5 separate regions of the Mus musculus genome follow, and regions 2, 3, 4 and 5 are each linked to region 1. Evidence: chromatin contacts called from public Hi-C, HiCAR-type and promoter capture Hi-C data. All regions are on one chromosome and are shown on one strand. Each heading gives the region's core, a stretch centred on a gene start, on an enhancer-like site or on the middle of the called end of the contact. The rest is flanking DNA. Distances are from core to core; before and after follow the strand shown. Region 1 holds the start of Trnt1 (tRNA nucleotidyl transferase, CCA-adding, 1). Region 2 holds the start of Cntn4 (contactin 4). Region 3 holds the start of 0610040F04Rik (RIKEN cDNA 0610040F04 gene). Region 4 holds the start of Itpr1 (inositol 1,4,5-trisphosphate receptor 1). Region 5 holds the start of Sumf1 (sulfatase modifying factor 1).

Evidence for each region. Promoter capture Hi-C pulls out the DNA fragments that hold promoters and counts their contacts. Hi-C and Micro-C count contacts between places; a contact is called where the count stands out from the background. HiCAR-type assays count read pairs that join an accessible place to other places.
Region 2: a Hi-C map of cerebral cortex shows a contact between it and region 1, with 2.6 times the contacts expected there. The contact joins the promoter of Cntn4 here to the promoter of Trnt1 in region 1. A contact is called at or near these places in 1 of 39 promoter capture datasets (hippocampal neurons) and 1 of 484 Hi-C or Micro-C datasets (cerebral cortex).
Region 3: a HiCAR-type map of astrocytes shows a contact between it and region 1, with 4 times the contacts expected there. The contact joins the promoter of 0610040F04Rik here to the promoter of Trnt1 in region 1. A contact is called at or near these places in 9 of 39 promoter capture datasets (3T3-L1-derived adipocytes, cranial neural crest, embryonic stem cells and 5 more), 5 of 115 datasets of contacts at active chromatin or transcription factors (astrocytes, embryonic forebrain, extraembryonic endoderm stem cells and 2 more) and 1 of 9 other capture datasets (adipose tissue).
Region 4: a contact with region 1 is called in a promoter capture Hi-C map of pre-B cells. The contact joins the promoter of Itpr1 here to the promoter of Trnt1 in region 1. A contact is called at or near these places in 6 of 39 promoter capture datasets (3T3-L1-derived adipocytes, the C10 cell line, embryonic stem cells and 3 more), 1 of 484 Hi-C or Micro-C datasets (B cells), 3 of 115 datasets of contacts at active chromatin or transcription factors (large pre-B cells, pancreatic cancer cells and pro-B cells) and 2 of 9 other capture datasets (adipose tissue and liver).
Region 5: a contact with region 1 is called in a promoter capture Hi-C map of liver, with 3 times the contacts expected there. The contact joins the promoter of Sumf1 here to the promoter of Trnt1 in region 1. A contact is called at or near these places in 4 of 39 promoter capture datasets (embryonic stem cells, liver, pre-B cells and 1 more), 1 of 484 Hi-C or Micro-C datasets (pre-megakaryocyte-erythroid progenitors), 3 of 115 datasets of contacts at active chromatin or transcription factors (astrocytes, large pre-B cells and pro-B cells) and 1 of 9 other capture datasets (liver).

Annotation. Positions count from the first base shown.
Region 1 is chr6:106,767,185-106,772,339 of GRCm38.p6, forward strand. Trnt1 (tRNA nucleotidyl transferase, CCA-adding, 1) reads left to right here and starts at 1,954. Exons shown (of 9, transcript NM_001242358.1): 1 at 1,954-2,072; 2 at 2,646-2,819. The coding sequence starts at 2,672.
Region 2 is chr6:105,676,436-105,681,250 of GRCm38.p6, forward strand. It overlaps Cntn4 (contactin 4), which reads left to right and starts at 1,310. Exons shown (of 26, transcript NM_001109749.1): 1 at 1,310-1,455. Gm15631 (predicted gene 15631) reads right to left here and starts at 1,146. Exons shown (of 3, transcript NR_132434.1): 1 at 1,067-1,146; 2 at 629-762.
Region 3 is chr6:108,657,580-108,663,133 of GRCm38.p6, forward strand. It overlaps 0610040F04Rik (RIKEN cDNA 0610040F04 gene), which reads right to left and starts at 3,355. Exons shown (of 7, transcript NR_104577.1): 1 at 3,238-3,355. Bhlhe40 (basic helix-loop-helix family, member e40) reads left to right here and starts at 3,050. Exons shown (of 5, transcript NM_011498.4): 1 at 3,050-3,413; 2 at 3,582-3,651; 3 at 3,926-4,033; 4 at 4,942-5,065. The coding sequence starts at 3,334.
Region 4 is chr6:108,210,927-108,215,885 of GRCm38.p6, forward strand. Itpr1 (inositol 1,4,5-trisphosphate receptor 1) reads left to right here and starts at 2,170. Exons shown (of 62, transcript NM_010585.5): 1 at 2,170-2,427; 2 at 3,277-3,352. It overlaps Gm38872 (predicted gene, 38872), which reads right to left and starts at 1,992. Exons shown (of 3, transcript NR_167935.1): 1 at 1,929-1,992; 2 at 1,680-1,847; 3 at 1,330-1,514.
Region 5 is chr6:108,182,007-108,187,293 of GRCm38.p6, forward strand. It overlaps Sumf1 (sulfatase modifying factor 1), which reads right to left and starts at 3,577. Exons shown (of 9, transcript NM_145937.3): 1 at 3,287-3,577. The coding sequence starts at 3,550.

The DNA of each region.
Region 1 (5,155 bases), core at 704-3,203:
CTGTTCTATACTATACTGGGCTGGTCCCTCAGGGGGAAGGGATGCCTCAGCATGGGTCCGCGGAGGCACCCCCTCCCCCCACACCTGACTACACATCCACCATATTCTTTCTTTATTTTTATAAAACACAGCATATACTGAATAACTGCTAAGTTCCAAATATTAAGAGACACATGATGCAAATTTTCGCTAATCTGATATGAGCTGTAGATTTTTACTCGGGTGCGTTTTCCTTTACCGTGGAAGTAATTTTTTTTTTTCCATTTTTTATTAGGTATTTCGCTCATTTACATTTGCAATGCTATACCAAAAGTCCCCCATAGCCACCCACCCCCTCTCCCCTACCCACCCACTCCCCTTTTATGGCCCTGGCGTTCCCCTGTACTGGGGCATATAAAGTTTGCGTGTCCAATGGGCCTCTCTTTCCAGTGATGGCCGACTAGGCCATCTTTTGATGCATATGCAGCTAGAGTCAAGAGCTCCGGGGTACTGGTTAGTTCATAGTGTTGTTCCACCTATAGGGTTGCAGATCCCTTTAGCTTCTTTGGTACTTTCTCTAGCTCCTTCATTGGGGGCCATGTGATCCATCCAATAGCCGACTGTGAGCATCCACTTCTATGTTTGCTAGGCCCAGGCATACTCTGACAAGAGACAGCTATATCAGGGTCCTTTCAGCATAATCTTGCTAGTGTATGCAATGGTGTCAGCATTTGGAAGCTGATTATGGGATGGATCCCCGGATATGGTAGTGTCTACATGGTCCATCCTTTTATCTCAGCTCCAAACTTTGTCTCTGTAACTCCTTCCAAGGGTGTTTTGCTCCCACTTCTAAGGAGGGGCATAGTGTTCACACTTCAGTCTTCATTTTTCTTGAGTTTCATGTGTTTAGGAAATTGTATCTTATATCTTGGGTATCTTAGGTTTTGGGCTAATATCCACTTATCAGTGAGTACATATTGTGTGAGTTCCTTTGTGAATGTGTTACCTCACTCAGGATGATGCCCTCCAGGTCCATCCATTTGGCCAGGAATTTCATAAATTCATTCTTTTTAATAGCTGAGTAGTACTCCATTGTGTAATTTTAACCTTAATTTTCTGAGTGACTGTATAAAACACAAGAGCTCTTTTGTGTCTCTAGGGTGACTTAATGGCTCTTCTTTTAGGGTCTGTTGGTATGGGAGTTACCTCAACTGGTTTCTGAACATTAACTCCAACTTTAATTCATGACATTTATTCCCAAACTTATGGACAAATCCTCTGGATGTCGTGCAATTCAGTTTGTTAATATTTTTTTTTGTTATTTGTTGATATTAATTGGAGATTGTTAAACATCCTGTCTTACGTCAGTGCAGTTCTCTCTCTCTCTCTCTTTAATAGAATTTATCCAAATATCTACTTAAGTGTGCAGGGCCATGGGATCTGAGATTCAGGCTTTGGACTCCATTATCGGTGTTTGTGAATCTTGAATGGGATAGTTAGTCTGTCGTTTAAAAAATTAGATACCCATGACCCCTGAAGTTAAGAGGCAGGGTGACAGAAAACACAGAAATACTATGGCGTATGCGTTTTTCAAGGAAAACTAGGAAGGTTAAGGAAGTTTAAGCCACAGGTTTGTCTTTTTATTCTCTGCCAATCTCTCCACTATGCATAGGACTGAATAAAATCAAAGTTCTTCCTGTTGCCGGTGGCGAAGTTTACGAAAAGCTGTTAACTGCTAAGATAAAGCAAGTCGACCCCATCTCAAGCACCAAGACAAGAACCTTGATTGCTTTCTCTATCTAAAGCCCGAAAAAACAAAACAAAACAAAAAACAAACAAAAAAAAAAACCCCACTGCCTGTCATGCGCGCAGGCGCAGGAGGAACTGGCTCCACTTAGTAAAGCCTAGCCCCGCCCAGAGGAAGTGGGTGGGACCCTCAGTGGCTTCTCATTCGCTGCGGCTCTTCGTGCGTGCTGACGTCACTGGTCCGCGACCCGGAAGTGCGCGTGCGGCCCGGGCAGCAGGCGGGTAAGCGGGTCTTCGGAGTAGGAGCGCCACGTTTCTAAGACACCTTGGCGACCTGGCTGTGCAGCGTGCGTCTGAACGCGTCCTTGGGAGATGGCGGGAGGTGGAGGCTGCTCCCTACTCTAGGCAACGCCCGGTCTCTCTTCATTGAGCCGTGGGCGGCGGTCGTATCTCAGGGCCGGTTCCCCGCAGTTTTCCAGAGTTAGGGGAGAAAGTCGCTATCTCAGATACGCGACCGGCTTGAGCGTCGCTGTCCTCGCGGCGCGCTACTTTTCTTGGGGCCCTTTAAGAGCTCCCACCTCTTAGAGGTCGGGCATGCGGCGAGAATTGCTGAGGCAACCCCGCAGAGTTCCAACTTGGCATGCTGTAACCTTGAGGCCGACCCTGGGTAGGGGAGGAGGGTGGTGAGCACGTGCAACTGATGTGTTTTTTGGAAACCTGCTGTTGCTGCCGATCTAATATTTTATTTTCTGGCACTCCAAATCCCTCCTGCTTCCCATATAGTAATCATAGCAAGAGTACTTGGGTAGCTGCCACCGAAGTGGTTTAGCGTTCCTGAAAGGATCACTTTCATTTCGGACAGCGTTTGTTGGCCCTCCTTTTGAAGTGTAATTGGCGTTACCTGTGTGTTTGCGCCTTAGATGTGTGATTGGCGACTTGTCTCCAGATGCAGAGCGTCCTGTATCCTTGGCACAGGCAGGTCCTGAGGTGTAGTTGGAGTAGATTGTGCCTTCTGAAGCGATACCTGTTTACAATGAAGTTGCAGTCCCCAGAATTCCAGTCCCTTTTCACCGAAGGATTGAAGAGCCTGACAGGTGAGAAGTTAAGATTGTCCTCTGGGCTTTGGAGTTGTTAACTGCAGAAAAGGACGAGGCAGACATCTTTCTGTCAGTGTTGGGATATTTTTGTAGCGCCAATGAAAGACAGGCCAACTTGGGGTATATTGAGAATGGTGGGAAGTTGACTGCAGCATGAAGCACAACTTTTCTGTGTCCTCCAAGAAATTCCATTTACCATACATTATGTAATGAGACCCAAGAGCTTTAGATATGTGTTCTGAACAGAAGAGAACACGTGCTTGGGAAGTGAAGTGCCTGTCTGTTTCTGTAATTGAAGGAGCTGGGTTTTAAATTATAGAGTCTGATGTCATCTGATTTGTTAACAACGAAGCTCTGTTTTCCTTTGTTGTATTGCTCTCTGAGAGAACAGAAGGAAATAGATTTTTTTCCCTCTTTTTCTGTGTGTGCACCTAAAAAGCCTGTAAATCTAAATATAGAACTGCAATTTAAAACCTGCTGATATATTTAAAAAAATTGGCTTCCAGGAGTATAGTGTGTGGTTGTGTAAACCACCTCAGAGACGGACATGCACTTGAGGTGCCTTGTTATTCCTGGGATGACCAGGGTGCTTGTTCTGTGTTGAGCTCAGAAGGCTACTTACAGGAGTCAATAGTCTCTACTGTGTGTGTTCCAGGAATGCAACTCAGGTTGTCAGTCTTGGTGACAAAGACTTTTACTCAGACACCTCCTAGACCCTTGAAGTACTTTTAAATCAAACAGTGGGATTCTGCTGACTCTCTTTGCTTTGTTTTTACTCCATAAATTATGTTGAAGAAACTGTGAGAAACATTGCCTGAAGATTATGGTATTTCCAGGGCTACTTTTCTACTCTTGAAATGAGATGATGGTATTTTAGGTGCCTACCGAGGAGAACATTTTAAGCTCAATGTAAGTTTATGATGCTGTTTACACTGTGATTTAATCAGAGTGAAAAATTCCAGAAATTCTCTGTCCACTAGAAAACTAAAATGAAATGAATGAAATTAATAGTATATGTAGAATATATCTAGCACATATAACATGTCTATCAAACTCACACATTTCAAATGCCGAGTAAACACTGCAGATATAACAGCTCCAATTTGGGCTAAGTGAACCTGTTACATTTTCTCATATCTTCTCCCAGCCCTAGTTTTCCTGTTCTCTGTTGCCTCTTCTTTAGAAACAATATTAAAGATGTTCAGTATTATAGGTTTTTGAATATTTTTAAAGATATTTTCATTTCTTGAAAATTTCATACAGCTTGATCAGAATCAAACTAATTCCTACTTTCTTCTCCCAAGTTCTTTTTTTTGTTTGTTTTTAAATAACGCATCAACTCCAATTTGTGCTGCCCATATATTCCTAAGTGTAGAACATGGTCATCTTACCAGAAGCCACACCCTTAAAGCCTGTCTTGCTGTTTTCTGTAAGTCGTTGATGTTACTGGACAAGAAGTTTGACCACTAGCCAATGAGCAGGATTGAACAAGGTGTTAAGCTGCCTGGAGTGAAGTACTCAAAGCATACAAAGTTGGAAGTAAACCACAAGGAGAGAGTTCAGTGTAGGTAAAGTGTGAAGCAACGATTAGAGAGAGATGAGACAAAGTTGGTTATGGGAGCCATTGCTTACTGTGCTAGAGAACTTAGACATCACAGTGACATCACTTAGACATCACAGTGACATCACTTAGACATCACGGTGATACTCTGGGAGGAGGATGTGCCTAGTATTTACTCTGGGGCTTTAGAGTAACCCAGCTATGGAGACTGGAGCTCAGGGGCTAGATGCTGGAGCAAGTAGGTAAAGAAGACACTCGAGAGTTCTGGGTCAGAATGAGCCCAGAGTGTAGAGGACTGCTCTAGGTGCTAAAGGAGGCGGATCCCAGTCTGGACAGCTTTTCAATTGTTTGGGACATGAACTCCATTAATTTTGTGAACATTGGAGATAGAATTTTTATATTTTAAAGATACTTAGCTGAGGGATAGGTTGAGAGACTTGATTGAGAATTACGGGGGCATGAACCCTTATTGTAGAGAGCTTATGGAAGGAAGTTTTAGCCTCTTTAAGAGCCCATGTTTACCTAAGGCAAGACTGTTTAGTCAAGCCACTTTAGAAAATCTACAGAGGGAAACAGCTTGATTAGAGTAGATGGAAGAGTATGGTATAACAGCGACGTTGAGGAATCTATCCTGAGTTGTAATTAGGGAAGGGCTTAGCTGGATTCATGATCCCCAAGGATATGCCAAGCTGCTTCTTGCAGTAAAAGAAGAATGCTGTCTACACAGACCCACAAGAGGGCATTGGAACGGACTCTTTACAATATTGGGACC
Region 2 (4,815 bases), core at 60-2,559, 1.1 Mb before region 1:
CTGTAATAGCTATTCCCTCATTAACATTTGCTCATTTTTCAAGAATGAATTATGTTAAAAATCAAAACCAATAATAACCCAAAAGTGAGACTAAAGATACAACAAAATCACTTATATCAATTAAGGAGGTTGCCGCATGTGTTTAGAGGAGTGGAGTGTTTGCTTACTACAGTAGTTTAAAAATAGTTTTCCAGTTAACATCTTTCCCACATAATGGAGATGTCAGGGTAGGTTTGTATGATTGTGTAAATGGTCAGAAGTTGTTTATGTAGCTCTGATCTGCTGAGACATGCACTGGAAGGCTGGGGTTTTGTAAAATTCCCGGGGGGCTTTGTTTCCACCCAGGGAGAGAAAACTCAGTCTCTCTTGGGATTACTGTAAATGGTTTCCAGATGTGCTCCACTGAGTTGCCTCCCCTCTGCCTTTGCACAGGGATCAAGGGGGCTCAGACTTCCTTCCCAGTCTCGATGTCTACTTCAAAATTTAGAGTTGGGATGAAGGGAGCCATTTCTGCAAGGAAACGTAGAGCCCTGTGTAATGACCACAGGACTGTCATTAACTGCTACACCTGCTTTTGAATAACGACGCTTTTAGTATGCCCCCATACACCACATATTGATCCTTGTACCTATTTTATCGCAAGTGTTTCCTCTTCCCCCTTCCCCCTTCTGTGCTCATTCAGCCTCATTCAGCTTGAATGTCTGTTGCTCCGGTTAAGACACCAGCTCCTGTCCTTATCACTGTCTGGCCGATGTCCTTGACCTAAGAATAAGCAAATAAAACCGACCCTAAAGCCATCTCTGTCTAGTCCACTACTACCGCTCATCCCAAACCCATGCGAAGCGATTCTCAGCCCAGAGGTGGTATTCCCGGCCACACCACCTTAAAGATCCTCCGGATTCCGACTGTGCAGGAAGCCAAAGGCCGGTCGCACCTCCTAGTTCCCCAATACTCCGGTGGCAAAGGAAGATGCCATCCTCTCTTTGTACCCTAGCACAAACACACCCTTTATGTCCCTCTCCAGGAACCAGACAGAGCTAGTCATGTCCAACAATGCCCCCTTTACCAGTGTCCCGCGTGGGTACTCGGGGTCGCCTCCCCAGGGCAGGGCGGTGCAGGTGCTACGCCTAAGGGTCCACTGCCTCTGGTGGCTCACTGAGCATGCCCAGCTCCACTGAGCGCTCCCCCCCGCCCCCGCCCCCGCCCTCCCCTTGTCTCGCCCCCTCCCTATGAGTCTTCCGCTAGTGGCTGCAAAGGAACCGCTGCAGCCTGAACTCAGGTGCGCCGGGTTTTGAGAGCTGCCACCAGCACAGGGAGGGAGAGGAACGCGCGGCAGCCACAGAGCACAAGGTTCATAACCAGGATTGGTCGCAAGTAGGGAGCTTTTGCCACTCCGCCGGGACCTTCGGACGTTGGCGGTGGAGCAAGCCCAGTTCTCCTAGGCGCTGTGCTTGGGTAAGTCCAGCCCGACTCTGGAGCGCACTGTCCCAGGCACCCTGGTCTGTGGCTTGGGATATAAGAGCATGGTCCTTAAGGGCTAGGGATGGACAGATTAGTACCCAGGGTTGTCGCTCCTGCAGGGCTGTCCGGGAGGCTGCGAGGAGGTGAGAAAACTCTACCTGGCATGTAGCAGTCCCCCATCCCCTGGATGACACTGTTACCTCACGGCGACCAGTTTTCTCCTTTATTACTGCGAAAAGAAGTTTGTTGCGTTGCCTTACGACCGCCAACCGAAGAGCCTATAGCAGAACATGCATCCAGAACCTTTAAAATCAGCGTCTTCAGCTGGGTCACGCGATTGCCCTCTCTGTGCGCCTTTGCTCCGTGGGCGCCTTCTTGCCTTTTCTTTTTCTTTTCTTTTCTTTCTTTCTTCTTCTTTTTTTTTCTTTTTTTTTCTTTCTTTTTTTTTTTTAATGCTGTGGGTACCTGGGTATCCATACCCTTTGGGTGCAACCCTTAGTATGAGCAGATGAAGTTGGGCTGAAATTTGAAGGGACTTGGACATCAGGGCTCCGGAGACTGGGACTCATGATAGAGTGATCCCTTTTGAAACGCTCCTTTTTGGAGTGCCCACACAGTGCATGGTTCTTTGCAAAGCACAGTGATTGTTTCGCACTGAACAACACTGACCAGGTCTCTTGTGTTGTGGAGGGCACTTGACAGCTTGTAGGTGCAGCATGTATTTCCAATAGCTTATGGGGAGGGGAGGGTGTTCAGTTTCTTTGGGGAAGGCAAAGGTAACTAACTGCATCTTAGCCGCTGCTGTACAAGCAGCAAGAGAGATGGGCTTCAGGCATCCCTTAAATGCCAACCCTTAACCCTTTTGCTCTCAAAATTCTTCCTTCATTTCTGCTCTTTACCTTTCTCTAGTGTCTATATATTTACTAAAACTGAAAGGCGTGGGCTAGGTGGACACAGGTAGGCTCCTCAGTCTCCTTAACCAAGCAGAACCTGATGCATGAACACATTCTGTAGCACAGTGCTCCTGCTGTTGCAAGGATGCTGCGGAGAGCATTGGGAAGATAAGGTGGCTGGTTTGTGAGCCTCAGGCACTAAGTTCCCTTGGCAAAGGTTTGCGGAGGTTGTGACCTGGTTAATCAGTGTAACTGATAATCCTGGCAGTGTGGAGTGCCTGGAGGATGGCAGGCCAGATCTTGGTGGCACCTTACAGGATTGTTTGTAAGGCAGGTCCTGTGAGTCCCCTCGCTGAACTTTTTCTAGTTTCCTACAGGAACCAATACGGGGGCGGGACTTGTTTTTCAGAATACAGGTACTTTTTAATTGCGTGGGCATTTCCAGTAATTTACGGTGACGGGCGCTGGATGTTTCAAGGAACAAACACAACAGGACTGATTCGTTTGGACACCTACATAGAATAATTTGAAACGCGCTTTGAGCGCTTAGATGCTTTGGCATACGGAGCTCTTTGGTTCTTGCTCCTTAGCACAGTAGGAGCACAAGCAGCTGTAAATGGGGGTGGGGGTGGGGTCGGGGGATTCCTAAGCAATGTTTCAAGCTTTCCTGGGGAGCAGGCTTTATCTGTCTCTGTTCAGGGGTTTGAAAAAGAGCATCACATCAGACTACAGACATGCCTTGGGTGATCAAGAGCCAACTCAGATTTCTCTCTATATCTGCTCCTGGCGCCTTCATCTAGAGTTCATTCAGAGCTGGTTGGGAATTTCCACTAGTTTGTAGGCAGTAGGAAACATAGCTGAGTTTCAAAAACCTAGTTCACTAAGATCATGAGTATTGCTGCTTTATTAAACTCTACTCACCCCCTCCTGTCACTTAAAATAAAAACAAAAACAGTGGTTTTCCCCGACTTTAACTGCCTGTCTTGGTATAAGAGATCATGATAAGCCTCCTTACTGTTCAGCGTGGAACACTCTGGTTGCTTGCAAGCTGGGAGAGCTCTTTTGAAATAGAGGTTACAACTCAGAGAAGTCACCTGTTGTTAAAGTTGCCTCTGGAAATTGAAACAAAGGCAGATCTCTCATTTGTTGCCTGTCAACTCACTTGTAATTTCTCAGGTTTGAGGACTTTCAAGTCAGTTAGGGAGTAGTTAAGAACCTCCTTCTGTAGTCATTCCATAAGTACCTGATTAAGGGTGATTAAAGAATAAATCTGTCAAATGAGGTTGCATCCTTTTAACCATCTATTTTATCTGTGTCTCCTTGTTCAGAAGCATGTCTTGCTCTTTTCTCCTTTAAGCCCTGAGTCTTTTGGCTGCAAATTCTTTCAAAAGTTCCCAAAGACAACTTTTATCTTCAATTTAAGTCTTTAAAAAAAAACACAATCAAAATAACCTAATTAATTAAGCCTGTCAACTGAAACTATCCTCTATAATCCTGACTTATTCAACTTTCTGACATCCCCAAGTTTATCTGATATTGGCTTCAATGTCTTTTCTTTGTTATATTCAAAGTTAGAGGCAATATGCCTTAGCTGTCACCTCTCTTTTTATCAGGTGAAATTAAACTTGGTTGTGAACTTGCTTTTATAGGATTTTCACCAAACAAATCGATGTCATGTGGTAGTCAGGGGTAGGCCTCTATTCTTTGATGTGGACAGGTCTTTGTTTTTATTGTTTTGTATTGTTTTGTATAAAACAGCATTTGAAGTTTTGCAAAGACTCCAGTAGTTAGGGCTTTGCTTTCTCTTTCCTCATCTGTGTTTGTCTTAAGTTTCTTTTATTATTTTATATGAGAAGAAAATTGGATCGCTAGGTCATTAAGATTTGAGGATGTTTGCTGATGTGGTATGGTGAAATCCATAGTTCACGAAAGCAGCAATGAAAGATAGTCAGTGGTGCTGTTTTATGTATCCCGGGGAATTGTTGCTATCACTGGGCCATCACTCCTATTAAGGGACCACTGCCAGCTTGGGAGTCCCTGCTACCTTTCCCTTTTTTGTTTGTGTCTCTCATTCATTACCAGTGACAGAGTAGCCAGTTGCAAAAGAACTGGGAAACTGTCTCCTCAGAGCCAGTTTACTTGTCATGAGGAGAGTGCCTGGGATGAGCCCTAAGAAGCAGTGCTTGGGAGAACTTCTCCTATTCTGGATGCAGGCATACAAGGGAAAATATGTAGTTTTAAAGAAGAAACATACTATGGATCGGAAGTGACCAAGGGAGAAAGCTAGAACACTGTCCACACTGCAAGTCTGTGTGCAGGGAAGGAAGACCCTTGATCATACAGCAGGTTCTCGTGGTTCCAAATCTGCTTCTAGTCCGTGAACTCTAGGGAGTGGCAAGGATAATTTCATCCTTCTGTGAGCCCGAGTTTCCTTGGCTTTAAAGCTAGAACAATCTCCATT
Region 3 (5,554 bases), core at 2,105-4,604, 1.9 Mb after region 1:
GCAGGCAGGCAGGCAGGCAGGCAGGCAGGCAGGCAGGCAACTCTATCAACTGAGCTACAATAGCCCCTAAATAACACACAAGTTATTTTGTTTGCTTGCCTGCCTGCCTGTCTTCCTTTCTTCCTTTCCCCCTCCCTTCTTTTTACAAATTTAAAAAAAAAGAAGAAATCCAGATACAGCCAGATAGGGATAATGTTAAAGCCTGGGAGTATATTTGGAACAAATAAAAAGTAGGAATTAGTTTATGTCTACAATGTTCAGAACTCAGGAAGCTGAGGCAGGAGGATTTCGAGATCAACGCCTACCTGATGTAGGGAGCTTGTAAATAACTTAAAAAAATTTTTTTTTAATTGAACAATTTACATATTTTGTTATTTACAGCTACAGAGCAAGTAACGATGGAAAGTTACTGATTAAATGATTTTAAGGATGTTATTTTCCTGAACCATGAACCATGCAGGCAAAATTGCAGAGATTAACTCCTGGGGGGAAGGGGCCGGGGACACAAGAGAGGACATATCCTCCTTTCTCTGACAGAGGGTATTTCCTAGTGGAACTGTAGTTTTGGCGCAACCATGACAACGCTTCCCCCTTAGAGTCACAGGAAGGTGGCAGCCCTTCCTCACTCCCACCCTACCTCAAGAGTGCCAGGACACATCCAAACCTCTGGTCCTGCTGCTCACCTCCTGGCAGGAAGGTGGGAGCATTCATTCCCTCCAGGGAGATTGATTATAACCTGTCAGCCAAACTATGTCTGTCTGGGGAGGAGGGATGGATCTCTAAGCCCCAAAGTGAGGTCAGCCAGTGAACAGTTAGAAAAGCAATCATTTCTCACACTTACTAATGGGTTTGACGCTTGTGAAACATAAACAGGAAGTAGAAGCTTGAGCGACCTGAAGGAAATGCACTCCCAGTTTGATCAACATGCGAATCCCAGTCCTCCAGGTCGTCAGAACACTGACAATGACGACTGACCCACCAAACTGCGCCCAGTTCTAGCAGTGACCTCATTTTCCCCCAATTTCCCAGCCAGGTCACTCCGCAGCGGGTTGACTGACCCTAAGCACGGTAGGGAAGGTTAACAGTCATCTCTCAACTCTCCGAACTTGCAGGGCAGGGGAGCGCAGAGGTCAGTGAAATCCCCAGCCAGGCCTTATTTTAGTCATGAATTTCCACTGGCCCCTTGCTGTGTGTCAGCGCCGCTCACAGCGCCGCAGGTTCTGCGTTTCAGATGCTTTCCCAGCTCCGGGCTGTTAGAAGGTCAAAGAGACCAGATTTTTCCAATGCAGGTCGGTGGGGGTGGGGCCGGGCGGCCTCCGCGAGATTGAAGAGAGCTGGGGCCCCTGGTGCTGCCCCTTTGTGCCCCGCGCACCGGCCTGTGGGTTAACCCCTACTACCTAAACCTCTTGGTTAGTATTAAATGAAAACTTTCTCATCTTATATTCCCTGCCAGTGGCCCTGTTAGACTTTCTGCTGAAGGCGGTCTTCTGGTTGGCCTCGTTGGCTCCTTCCCAAAGGTCCTTGTAAATTCAAGGTCAAAATCCGTGTTTGCCACCTCCACTGTCTCCAGCCGCGAGCTCGACTGGGTAAAGGGCTCAGTGAACTTGTGCTGCATAAATGTGGAGATTTCACTGTGATCAACCAAGAGGATGGGGCGGGAGGAGGGACCCGGGCGGGGGGGGGGGTCCTGCTTTCTCCTCTCTCTCTCCTGTCCTGGAATAGACTGCAAACAGCGCCACCCAAGTTCCTGGTTAGCAGCGGGATCCCATGCAGATCCCTTGCAGCCCGGTGCGCGGGGGTCTAGGCTTGGAAGCCAGCGCGGAGAGGCTTGCAAGTGAGCCGAGCTCCGGCCCGCGTCCGGGCCACGTGAAGCGTCACGCCCCGCGCTGCTGCAGGGCAGGCGCCGTCGCCGCGGTTGTGTAACGCTGCAGCCGGAGGGGAGGCGACCCGGACGCCTCTGCATCGGAGGGGGCAGAGGAGGGAGGGAACGCCGGGCACTGTGCCCGGTATCTTTCTGTGCTTGACTAGCCAGGGTGGGTGGGGGCAGTGAGGCACCCTGAAAGGCGGGAGGAGATGGGTGCGCGCCAGTCGGGTGCCAGGCCACCCGCAGGCTGCGCCTGGGACCTGAGCTCCCGGGAGAGTCCGGGGTGGGGGTGGGGGGAGGGGGTCGGCACGGCTCACACGGTCCACGGTCAGGTGCGCGCGGCGTGCTCGGCGGCGGCCTCGGCTGCCCTAGCTCCTGGCCACCAGCCCGCTTCCCATGGGGTGACATCCGCCCCGCCCTCGGTCCCTCCCCAAGGCGGGCAATTCCTGGACACTGAGGCTGAGCGCTGGGGGGGGGGGGGGGGGGGGGGCTGGGAAGCCAGGACGGAAAGAAACCCCAGCCTCTGGAGAAGGCTAAGGGGGGCCGACGACTCCCTCAGCTGCGCACCGGTTCCTAGGAGCGGGCCAGGCGGGGGAGGAGGAAGAAGGCTGGGCTGGAGCGACCAAGGGGATATTCCTCTCCCGGCTTGAGTCAGACGCGGGCGGAATCCGTCCTCCCCCGTTCCCTCCCAGGAGACGGGAACTTACTTCATTTCCCTGGGGCAGGTTCGCCCACGTTACCAACTCTTCCCCCCCCCCCTCCAGCTCCCCGGTTCCTTCCAGCTTCCGTGCCCCCCACCCAGCTGGGCAGGACTCTGGCTGCGCTGCCACCCCCTCTTTCGGGGAAAGGAGGCCGCAGCCGCAGACACCTGGGGGCCCGAGGTTTGGAGGGGGGGGGGGCACTTCGCAGCCGCCAGAGCGTTGTCCAACACGTGAGGCTCATGTGATGAAGCCGGGGGAGGGCGGGCAGGTCGCTCCTTCCCTCCCCGGCAGCGGCCAGACGTGCTTGGAGTCACAGGGTAGAACACGTAGCTTCTACCCACCCACTCGCTCCCATTTAACCCAGCCCGCAGCCTCTCCTTACTCCTCGGCTCGTCCCCTCCAGCAACTCCCCCCCCCCCGCCCCGCCCGCTCCGCCCTGAGCAACCCCCCCTTCCCTCCCGCCTCTCCGCCCGCCCCACTTCTCATTCACTTGGCTCGCACGGCGCAGACAGCGCAGCGAGCACACACCGCCAGTCTGTGTGCAGAGCGGGAGCCAGAAGCCGTGGGGACACCCGGCCATGCACGCCCCCAACTGAAGCGACACCTCAAAGCCGCTGCTCCTGGCATCCCAGCGCATTGCAAGGAAGCTCAGGCTAGCTCATAGGAACATACCTCTTGAGACCCTCGGATCCTCCCTTCCAGGGCAGCCCTTTCTCAGACTCTACTAAGTGCAGACAGGAGCGCACAGTGGCCCCTGCTCGCCGCATCATGGAACGGATCCCCAGCGCGCAACCACCTCCTACCTGCCTGCCCAAAGCTCCAGGGCTGGAGCACGGAGACCTGTCAGGGTAAGTGTGTGCTGTGATCCCTTCAAGTCTCCACTCCTAACCTTGTGTTCCGCGACACTCTCAACTTGGGGCATCTCTGAGAGTATAGGGGGCTTCTTTCACGTCTAGGGCTCCTGCAGCTAGTACGCACTCGGGAGTCACGGCTTTTTCTGACCTCTCTCCCTGCAGGATGGATTTTGCCCACATGTACCAAGTGTACAAGTCCAGGCGGGGAATAAAACGGAGCGAAGACAGCAAGGTAGGTGCATCCCTGGGAACCTCATTCCTTAGCCCCTCGTGTGCGCTGAGTTTCCAAGAAAAGTTTGCTTGTTTCAAGGTTGGCTGGGGGGTTCAAGATGAGATGAGCTCATTGCCACAAATGAGTGACTTGGGAAAGAAGGGGCAGAGAAGGTGAATCTGGGTGCGTCTCTGCGCCCTCGCAGAATTTTTCCCCCCTGCTACCGGTTGGGAAGGAAGGGAGGAAGCTTCGTTCCCTTCCCCGGGCACCCATTGCTTCCATGTATTCCATGCAGGAAACTTACAAACTGCCGCACCGGCTGATTGAGAAAAAGAGACGTGACCGGATTAACGAGTGCATTGCCCAGCTGAAGGATCTCCTACCCGAACATCTCAAACTTACTGTAAGTGAGAAGCTGGCTGCGCTCCAACCCAGTTCTTCTGCCCAGAGGGCGGATGGTGGGGTGGGGGTGTCTCTCGCCGCCTGCAGGCGTCACGGGGAACTGCATGCTAGACGGGCGGATCAAAGCTTCTGGTTTGGAGGGAACCCATCCCCAGACCCAGAACTTCCTAAGCAGAGGCAGAACCAGAACCATCTGGGGCCTCTTTAAGTTGGCTTCAACACTAACACAGCTTCCTTTTGGTAGTTTTTTTTTCTCTCTCTCACCACCTTGTAGTCTCCCTGACTTAAAGAAGCAAACCACGAAATTAAAAACTTAAGCCTTGTCCGCTTTTCATTTACAATAGGACCTACTTTATTTAATGTGTGCCTTTTTTTTTTTTCGTCATAATCTTTACTGGTAGCCAAAAGCTTTTTAGCTTTTCCTTCGGGAAAAGTATTTGGAAAGGAAGACAAAAAGCCAGCATGACTGGAAGTTCTGAACAAGTGTCAGGGGGGAAAGAAAGAAAGAAAGAAACGCAACACATTGGGAAAGCCACTTGGTTGCCAGACACAGTAGACATCCCTCCCTGGGTTGACACCACAGCAGATAAATGTTATCCCCGGAGTCCCCTAAGTTAAGGTCAGGGCAGCTGCTGGAGAAATATATCTGTCAGCTCACTCCCTAGACTGTAACAACTACCAAAATGCCTCCAAAGATAGACAACACGTGTCTGGCTTTTTTTTTTTTTTAAGCTTTTGATCATCTATGTGTATATGTTAAAACATCTGCAAACTTTAAATTTAGTGGAGCAGGAAAGACTCTTCCTATCTTTGTTGTTGTTGACACCCAATTCTCCTAACAGATAGTGTCAGAAGGGACTCCACTGACCTCACGGGTGACAGACTCTCCGTTTTTTTCTTCTTCTTCAGACTTTGGGTCACTTGGAAAAAGCAGTGGTTCTGGAGCTTACGTTGAAGCACGTGAAAGCATTGACAAATCTAATTGATCAGCAGCAGCAGAAAATCATTGCCCTGCAGAGCGGTTTACAAGCTGGTGAGTCCCCGGCCTGATTAGTGTCTCCTGAGAGCTCAGTGCCAATCTAGCCCCTGGGAGCTCGCTCTGGCTTCTGACTCTTCTGTTACCATTCATTTTTCACAGTCACTGGGCAGGGGTGGGGGGGGGGGAGATGCTCTTCTGATTCTTTCCTAAAAGGTCATATTTTGCCATACGGAATGCTGCTGTGCGCCACCTGAAATGAGTCCATGTTAGCCCAGTGATGAAATGTTTCGGTGACATTTTGAGAGTGTCTAGGTTATGGGAGACTTCCCCATCCCCCTTTAAAATGCCAAGGCACCTATAATTTGCATTGTGGGTGTTTTTACAGTTGGTCTGATGAGCCCTCATTCATGGGCGAACAGAACACGGGTCTGCCCCCAGTGTTTTCCTGTTTCTTTGCTTCCTTCTCTTTGGATGTGGGGTGCAGTCTTGGCAGGATGACAGCAGGTTTTCTTTTTTCTTTTTTTTTTTTTTCCTCTTGCCTGC
Region 4 (4,959 bases), core at 920-3,419, 1.4 Mb after region 1:
TAAGGAAGACATGGTCTCTCACTGAAACTTCCGGCTGGGGAGGGAAGACCATGGATAAACTACACAAAGGGCTTGTGTCTACAGTGTGGGGAGGATGAAAATGAGCTGCCGGTGCCTCTCAACTATGGCCAAGGATTCTTTTGCAAATCCACATTAGAATATCATGAAGCAACCCCCACCCGTTTTGTGGGCTGATTTGTTGAAATTGCTTGAAAGTTAGGGTCAAAGGGACTTGGAAAGTGGATCAGGTTGTTTTTATCGGGGAAAGGAAAAAACAACAGATATGAAAGGTGTGGATTCCTCTGTGGTGACAAGTTGGGGTTTTTCCCGAGGACAGACAGGCAGCTTGAAGCATCCCCACTTGCCTCCTAGATTGCCAACGGTGCCTTTTGGATATAACTTAACCTGCATGCCTTTAGCTTTCCATGTGCTATCGCTGAAATGATCTACTTAAATTACTTAGAAACAATGCCTGGGCCACAGGACGCACCCGTGTGATGCCCCTAATGGTTAGGTTGAGCACTAAATATGCAATAATTGTTACCTATTTTGCCCTCTATTGTTCTTAAAGTTTCACGAGAGGAGGCAAGGCTGTTGAATCACGTAATAGGAAAAGAGAACAGGCAAACATTAATGAGTATTGAATCCCTCTCTAGATGGCAAACCTGGGGTAAAGAGTTCAAGGTGATTTGCCTAAGGGCTTAGAGGCTGCTCCTAAAATAGGAGGGGCTCCTTTAAGGAGGTGGTGATGGAGGTCCCAATGGGCAAGTGCTTAGTATAGGTACAGGTTGGAGTTGCAAAGGAGACCAAAGTTAACCTGGCTTGTCCTGTTCTTTGGCCTTATACCTGCTGTATACAAAGAGGTTACAAACCCAGAATCAGTGACACTCAATAGCATGCTGTACAGAAAGCAGGTAGGCTGAGCTCTGTAGAACCATTTGTTTTCATTACAAGGATTACTGTTAACAGGTCTTTAGCGGTAGCAGACAGACCCCCATTTAGGATGTTATGATATATTTTGGCGCGCTCTCATATCCTGGCACAGTGCCTGGCCTGGCACCCAGATGACACCCGGGGAACGTTTGTGGAATGAATACGTGCAGTCTAGTTTGTAGGGTGGGATGGGGAAGGAGACAGTAGGATAACTTTGCCTGTGATGCAAACTCTTCTTCCCAAGACCAAAGTTCTATGCACTTTGCAGCCTGGAGCCTACACTATTTTCTGGTGTGTGGAAATCCATTTCAGCCCAGAGGCTTGGGTTGAAGACTTGCAGCACGCCTCGCCTGGACGCACTCATCTTAGTATAAGCAGTTTTCTCTGAAGCCCTTATTTTTTTGGTTTGCGGTTTATTTACTTTAGCGTTTACAGATTCCAGGAGCATAGGGGTCTTAGAAGCGGGGTCAGGACCGAGGTCGCGGTTTGTATTTCTTTCCTGCTTCGCGATCACAACATCAGCAAGTCACAACATGGTTCCTTTATTTGCTCACTCGTCAGGGTAGCGTTTCTTTTACCTCCTACCGGGCGACGAAAGACAGACCCAGCTCGAATTCAGAAAAGGGCTCTCACACGATTACCCCGCATCCTCAATAGCAGGGACCACCCCATTTCCAGACTTAGTTTTTCATGCAGACACTAGCAGGATCCAATAAAAAACTAGACCAGATTTAATAAAGACAAACTTGTTTCTTTAATCCTTGACCGCAAACACTGGCGTTTTTGTGCCTCGGATTTCTGAAATTCTTGGCTCCAGGACACAGGGCGCGCGGGGGTGGGTAAATAGCTTGTAAAAACTTCCCGAAGCAGTAATCCGAGCTCTTCCTCTCTCTCCGGACCCTAGTGACACCTGACTTTAGGAAGGGAAGATACAAGTCAAAAGAGAAGGGTTCACAGAGGTAGGGGACATACCCAGTGGGTCGGGCTTGCCAAACCTGGGGAGTCCGGTGTTCAGACACAAGTTCGCAACCCGAGCCTTCAGCCTGGGCGCCTCTTCCCCCTCCCACCCCTGGTCAGCGCGCGGGAGTCTATTTAGAACCCAGCCCCGGAGCCCAGGGGATTCTGGGACTTGTAGTCCCTCTGCGCAGCCCCAGGCGCCGGCACGACCTGGGACTCGGACTACATTGCCCAGGGAGCTTCCCGGCCTATATAAGCGGTCGGGCGCTGCTTTAAAGTGCAGTAACCATGTGGATGTTCTGCTGAAGCGTTTCCTCAAGCCTGCCGGGGTGGGAGGAGAGGAGGAGGTGGTGGTGGTGGAGGAGGTGGAGGCAGAGGGTGGAGAGAGAGAAAGCGCACGCCGAGAGGAGGTGTGGGTGTTCCGCTCCCATCCTAACGGAACGAGCTCCCTCTTCGCGGACATGGGATTGCCCAGCGGCTGCTAACCCCTCTCCTGGTCCTGATCCCCCAAACCGGCGTGGCTCCCCGGTCACCAAGGTAGCTGCTGGGGCCGGGCAGAGGGCGCGGGGAGTTGGCACTAGCTCCCGTGCGCAGAAGTTTTTGCCCTGATCACCGGGAGTTCTTGGTGGCTTTGGTGGCTTTGCATGCACTTGGCGTGTATTTTGGGGCTTCTTTCCCTGTGAACAGTTTTGGGGGGAGGTATATATTTTTTTTCAGGCTTAAGTAACCCCAAACGTCCTCGACTCTAGTGACCGGTTTCAACCTCCTTCCCCGTATTGAAATGGCATTCCCCCAAGTTGGAAACGGTTGGAGTGTCTGCAGGAAATAGTTTTTTTTCCCCCTGGGGGGGGGTATTTGAGGGGGTCATATGAGTTCGCTCAAGGAAATAATCTTTCTAAAAATGTAGCTAGCCCTGTTGCGCTGCTCAGCTGGTAGGATAATGCATGCGTGGGGGTCCCCGTGGGTTAAAAAAAAAAAAAAGGAAGAAAACCGGAGGAAGGGGGGGGGGGGCGATGAGGAAAGAAGTGTGGACGGAGCTCGTGCCCAATGAGGACGCGGGTTTCACATACTTGGCCTCCACGCGGGGAAACAAGTGCTTTGGGATCTCAACACGTCCCTTACTTCCATCCACCTTCAATCCCCATCCGGCGTGTTCGAAGTTTCTGCGTGTCTGATCTTTCTGGCCAGCTACTGACGGGAAATAAGCATGCTGGGTTTGCTTTTATTTGGGGGAAAGAGATCCCTCCGACTTAGCTGCTAAATTTGGAGGGGAGTGGGATCTGCAGGAAAAGCGGAGGCTATAAAAGTCAAAACTTGGATTTGAGAATTTCTGATAGACCCTCGCGAGATCCCCTACTCAGTCTTCTTTCTTTGTTAAATATTTAGGAGCTGATTACAAGGGACCAGGATTTGCATCCTTGGCTGGGCGTCCATTGGCTACAGAGTGCCTGACCTGGGTCAGGTGAGTGTGCGAGCCGAGTGCTGTAGTCAAAAATGGGTTTTTGTCCTAAGCATTTTCTAAGTCCTCTTGTAGCTGCCATAGAGGTAAAGTAGGGAAAAGAAAGACACCGTGGTCAAAATTGGTCATGGTCTTGGGTGAGTAAAGGTCTAGTGACAGCCACTTTTGAAGGTCGCTCAGAAGTGAAGCATGGCGGGGTGAGGGGGGTGGGGTGGGGAAGATGTCGGTAAGCGACCACAACGTGCAGTTAAAGGGACTGTAAAGTGGGTGGTCCCTTACCAGCCTGAGAGGAGCCCTCATTAGTTTAATTCCCAAAGATGCAGAACTTTTCATCTGCCAAGATCCCTAAGCAAGAGTGAGATACCCCTCCCTTTCACAAACTGTCACTTTGTTCTGTTCGGTTGTGGGCATGCCTGTACCCAGAATGGGCTGGGCTGCAAGAAATGAAAGTGACAAATTGAAAGAATGAGAACTTAAAAACGGGAAGGAAGAGCTTAAAGAATACTACAGTCGCTTCCAGGGTTTCACTGGAGCCACCTGAATGTCAAGGAACCCAGCGGGCTTCTCTTGCTTTGGGACCTGTTCCTGGATGAGGAGCTGAGGGCAGGCAGCATTTCTGTCAGTATAATGGCATATTTAAAACCATCACAGCCCGTTTCTAGAAAATAAAGCTTCTGTAGGTACAGGTGCCACTATGGTTTCAGGTTTGGCCATTGGATTTTGTTTTTGTTTTTGTTTTCCTAAAATGTCTGGGAATTGAGTAAACAACAAGTTAATAGGGGTGGGTGGTGAGCTGTGGGCAGCTGGTCCTTGGTAACTTCTTTAATGTCCTAAATATTTAGCTGTTCCCTGGGCTACAATCTTTGGGCTTTTCTAATTAGTGAATAAAAGCCAGATACTTCATTATGGTAGTAGAATGCTTTTGTTTCCTGTTGATAAGGTCCTCAGGAATACTGGCAGAGCGGGAAACATTTGGAAGGGAAGGCTAGTTCTTCTGTGGACTTAAGTCTATGTTGATTAAAGCTTGGGGTCAGCCTTCTCTTTGAAGTACATTACAGACGAGGTTAACTGGTCCACAGACTCTTCTCTATCTTTTGCCTAAAAATAATGAGGCTGTTCCATTAGGTAGTAGCAAGCCAGCTGCAGAGCTGTATCCCAGAAGACCTTAGATGTGGGTAAAGAAACCAAGATACAGAATGAAGTCACTGGGCAGCCCGGGCAGTAATGTGTACCGCTTGTGTTTAAGTTTATGGAGAACTGGGCGGGGGGTGGGGGGAGATGCTAGGAAAAATAGTAAACATATTGATCTTAATGCATTAACTTATTTATGTCTTACCAACAATGTACAAGCTATTCTTAGTTTGATGTATGAAGAAAATGATAGCGCCATTGGCAGGGATAAAAGACTGTAGGTATTTGTAGGAGGATTTGACGTTGGGCTGAATTCATTTTGGAAAGCTCTGTGTTGAAAGCTTGAATCAGGACAGTTAAGGAAAACCAGAGGAAAGCCAGTGTCTCCGTGCAGCCTTAGGCCTGGCTCATATCTGAAGTATAGCGTGGTCATTCACATCACGGCACCTGAGCAGGTTTGAAGGAGTCAGGTGTGTCTC
Region 5 (5,287 bases), core at 2,327-4,826, 1.4 Mb after region 1:
TTTTGGGCACTTGCACTCCATATACACATAATTTAAAATAATAAATATTAAAATAGTCTTAAAATGAGTCTTAAGATCCCATCAAAGTTGTCTTCAAAGCTGTATTTGGTGCTGATATCACAGCGCGTGGAAAGCATGAGTATCATGAATTTAAGGCAGCCTGGGCTGCACTGTAAGTAATCACCCCCCAAAAAAGTCATAAAGGAGATAAAGAAAGTAGGAAAAAGAAACAAATGAAATCTACAGACAACAAGGTGTTTCTTCAAGACAATAAAGTTCATGTCCTTCAGCACAAATCCACAGCCCAAAGGAAGCTGTGCGCTCACACTGCACCATCGGACTTCTCTATGATTACTAGTTATTCTTTATACTCTTATCCCTCCAGGTAAATACCAACAATTCTAACACCATCGCACCTTGCTTGCCCTGTGGACTCCTGATCTAGTTTCTTTTCCCTCTTTGATTAACCAACAGAGATAGGCTGAATAAGTCAAATTTCCATCCTGAAGAATATAGATTAAAACCAACTCTAGAATGCTCTAAGTAGATCATATATTGTAACTTATCCAATCAAGTTATCTGTGCTACAAATGGGTAAAGTCCATTCTGGTGGCATTGCATACATCCAGGTGTTGCATTCTTCTGGATCCTGGGTCAAATGAAAACACCATTTTAATTGTGTCTTCATGGGAAGACCAGTGTCCAATAATCCACTCTCCCCTGTGTCTAACGAGGAATTCAAACCCTCTTCTTCTGCTGCTGCTACTACTCAGGACAGACTCATAGGGGCTGGTGAGATGGCTCAGAGTGTGAGGCCACTGATTGCACAAGCCTGGCAAGCTGAACATGATGCCCAGAGTCCATGTAAAGGCGGATAAAGAGATCTAACTCCTTAAAGTTGTCTTTTGACCTTCATAGAAGCATGTATATAAACATAAAACCATACACACACACTTACCAACCATGTACCTTTAAAAGATTGAAACATAAAGTAGACAAAAATCATTCCATTATCACAGAACCACACTGTGAGCAACTACTAGGTTTACATGGATCACTCAACTACGTGTCTTGTGACAAAGGCTTGAGTTCAGCATGCACAGTGACCCAGGACAGCCATGTTTCCAGTCTCCAGTGAGTGAGTTTACTAGGTAAATAACAGGCTTTTAGAGCATCAGATCAGATACAGTATCCAGCAGAAACTGTCTAGGGAAGCCCAAAGCATCAAAGAATCAGCTGAAGCCTTTGATCAACAAAAAACTGTCCAAGGCAGAAAGTCTCCTGGGTGAGACTTCCCACTAGCCATTCCCAACACAGGCTTTGTTTCTCCCTTTGTATCAAGAAATAAATAGTAGCTAAGTCTCCCTTGTGGGAAAGTATCCCCCACCAGTATTCCAGGATACACTGTTTCATCCATGCTGGGATAAGGGATCTTGAAGAACACTCTGAAGACAAACATGCTTGGGTCTAACATGGGGGCGCCAACATCACCCCCAAGCAAACTTCTCAGTGAGTTTAAATAGCATAAGACAACTTATTAGTTTGATGTATCTATTCCAGATGGCCAATTCTTCTGACCACAATAATTCAACTGGGAACAGGACAATGGCTCAAAGTTTACCTGGGAACTTTTCCTGGAGCCACTAAGAAGGAATTCTTCCTCTTCCAACTGGTTTAGGAGGTGGGATGTCCTCTATACAACAGACCTAAACTAATGTAAGATGGCTAAGGGACAGCCAACAATGGGCCTGGGGATGCTGCCTGGTGCCCTGGATCCAGCTGTGTCTACAATCATGTGCTGTCTCAATCTTCCCAAGTATAGAGAATCCATAAATCTCTCCCTCTCATTTGAAGCTATCCTGATTCCATTTGCTACTGTATGATTTTTTTGTGCATAAAACTAAAATAAACTCATATAAAATTATTTTGCAGGGCTCTTTTTCCATTGCCTACTTTCTACTGATTGAACTTAACACAAAAGGCTCAGGCAAAAGAAATCTGTATGCCAACAGCTATAATAGCTACACAAAACTTGGTCCAGCCACAGTATACAGACATTCCTCATAGGTGGAATACGATCCAAATTTCCAGCACTAATGTTTGACTCATGAAGCTTCAGTTGCCTCACCTATGACCCAGAAGACGATGGACTGCACAGGATTCTCTGGGTACACAGTAGAAGTATATATTTACAAAGGCTTTCTTTGAAAAGTGCCCGATAACCTTCACCCCCAAAATAGCCTCTCAATAGTGTAGCTACCAATAAATAAATAAACAAACAAACATCACTCAAGAGATATTACAGAATGTCTAAAATAGGTTAGGCACTGGGATGGGAGGAGGGGGGCAAATCCATAGAGAATAAATCAGATCTAAAACTCTTTCCATCATCAAGTAGGTAACAGAAAAACAACACTGCACTGCAGTAAGCAAAATAGACAAGTGGCCACTGGGCAACTGCCCTCCAAAAAATGCTGTGGGGATTTATAGACAAGCATCTTTAGTTGTCGCACTGCTACCTACCACTGAGTCAATCTATGGAAATATTGAAAGGGAGGGAAGACCCACAGGAGATGTTACCCCTCACCAACTCCTGAACTTAAGTGCCAATTAACATAGAGGAAAGAAAAGAGACCTGGGAAACAAGGATAGACTGGATAGGAGTACAAAAGAAAAGTGTTATTCAGAGGGCCTGGGGTGAATTCCCTAAAGCTAGCAAGTAGAATGAAGGTCCATTTCTATATTCACTGTTTTCATCCGTACATACTAACATCTAACACACCTATGCACTACACAAAGACATAAATAAAAGCAATAAAGTACACTCGGCTCCATACTTCTTTGCAGTCGGAGTGCTAAGCACTACAGAATAAATACAAGTCTGCGAGCACAGTGAGTTTAAGGCAGTGTTGGAGACTCAGGCTCCACAGGTACTAAAACTAGAACTTAAACCCGAATCCATCAGACTTTTCCTGGAGCTCTGCAGCAGGAGGGCGGAGTGGAGGAAGGGGGAAGTGGGCAAGAAGAGGTAAGAAAGAATGGACAGCACTCTTCAAGCTAAGCTCTCTTAAGTTTTAGTGATAAACACAGCCACAAACCCCTGCCCATCTCCCAGTGGGGGGGGGGGGGGCAGGGGGGAGGACATCTGTCAAATGAGATCTGTAGCTGAGAGACTTGGGATGTGGTTCGACCCTTTCCAGGAGTTCCGAATCCCCCCTCTTCTGGCCCAGCGAGGCCTCATGCCGTAGCCAACGACACCCACACGCCCCAGGAATGGAAGGCGCACCTTGGTGAGCGCGAGCGGTCGCGGGCCTGAGGTCAGGCCCGGGGCGTTCGCCTCCCGGGAGTAGCGCTGCGCCGCCGCCGAGCTGCCATGGGCCCCGGCCCTCTGGGGCGTTCCGCAGCCGCACGAGCCCGCAAGGGACGCCGCACCTTCCCTGGCCTCGGCCTCATCGCTTCCCGCCACCTCGCACGCCAACACCAGCAGCAAGAAGACTCGCGCCAGTCTGATGCAGCAGCGGAGAGCCGGCTCTCGCGCGGGCGCAGCCATGTTGTTCCCGGAGTCATGTGACCCATGGAGATCACGTGACCTGTGGTGCTTAAAGCAGCGGCTTTGGCTGACATAGGTAATAAATAATAGCCTGAGACTGCTTCCAGGTAGTTAGCCAGAGTTTGCCTGCTAATGTTAAAAGCATGCAAACCACAACAAAGCTCTATGATATTCAAGGCCTTCCGCAGACAATGTGCCCCTCTCTAGTTTCGTGGTTGAAAGCTAGTTGAATTTATTCAGCATTTGCTGAGCACCACTACCTTACTACATAAACACTCATTTTTTTTTTTAAGTACTTAGTTCTCGTGATGCTGCTACATTGTGTTGACAGGACAATTAAGTGGTCTGCTCAAATCACGTATCAAACATGTCAAAACCAAAATCTAACTCCAAGGTATCTAACCAGAAACCCTGAATTTTGAGCTCTATAAGCAATTCAGAAATTGGACTTAGGAAAGTGAGCATAGTGAAAAAGACCAGTGAGTAGAGTTAGGTAAATCTAGACTATGAGATTGTATAAAATAACACTTCGCAAAGTTTGGACTGATAGGTTATTTCTCCACTGGTAAAATAGACCAATAAATGCCAAATTAGAATATATTGAAGATAGGTTTATTGGGAAGCTGCTCTTGAGTGAGTTCACTGGCCCCCAAGGACCAAGGCCAGAAACATCACCAAGGTGGGGGGTGGGGAGAAAGAGAGAAAGGGCACACAGGGCAGAGAGAGAAAGTGAAAGAAAATTAAAATTCAAGGTCCATGACTCATGCGGCTTGCTAGTTAGGAGGGCTTTTTGGGCCTAAGACAAAGAACAAAGGCTGTAAAGTCATCCCAGGAACCAACTAGCCATAAAGATAGGGAAGACATACAAGAATGTCCGGACTGGCCTGGCGCCTCCCTATCTCCAACCCCCACCTATGTTCTTTCAAGAGGAGGAAGAGGAGGAGGAGGAGGTGAAAGGGGAGAGGAAGGGGAGAGAGGGAGAGAGAGAGGGGTAGAGAGAGAGAGAGAGGAACAAATGTCTGGATTATATAGGGAAGAGCAGGCAGCCAGGGGCCTACTTGGGGACAGGGTATGCCCAGTAGGAACCTAAGTATGCTGGATTAACCTGGAGGCCAGGTCTGCTTTGATTGTAAAATATGCACCTCAGTCCCTTGTCCCGGGTCCAAAGCCAAACCTGGACCATAGCAACAGTAAGAGCATCACCTGGTAACTTACTGGAAAGACAACACTTGCTAAGAGAGATGGTTTTAGCCATGGAAGAGGAGTGACTGCTCTTCCAGAGGACCAGAGTTCAATTCCTACCATCCACCAGGCAGCTCACAACTGTAATTCCAAGACCTAACACCTTCACATTGATATACATGCAGGCAAAACACCAGTGCACATAAAATAAAAATAAATAAATAATATTTTAAAATGCAACACTTCATCAGAATCTATTGGAAACTGGACACAGCATAAAAGGGGGCCGGGGCAGGTGTGTGCCAAGGCCAGAGGACAACAGGCATCCTGATCTATGACTCTGTTAAGCAGACACTGTCTTTCACTGAACTTGGACCTAAACTGGAAGCCAGGAAATCCAAGTTCTCCTAATATTCTGATCCATTTTGAAGATTCTATTGGGTTTTGCTGTTTGTTTTTGTTTTGACTATGTTCTGCTACATAGTTCAGGCTAGCTTTGAACTCCTGAACCTACTGCCTCAGCCTACAGGGAGCTGTGTCTGTAACAGCCTATGC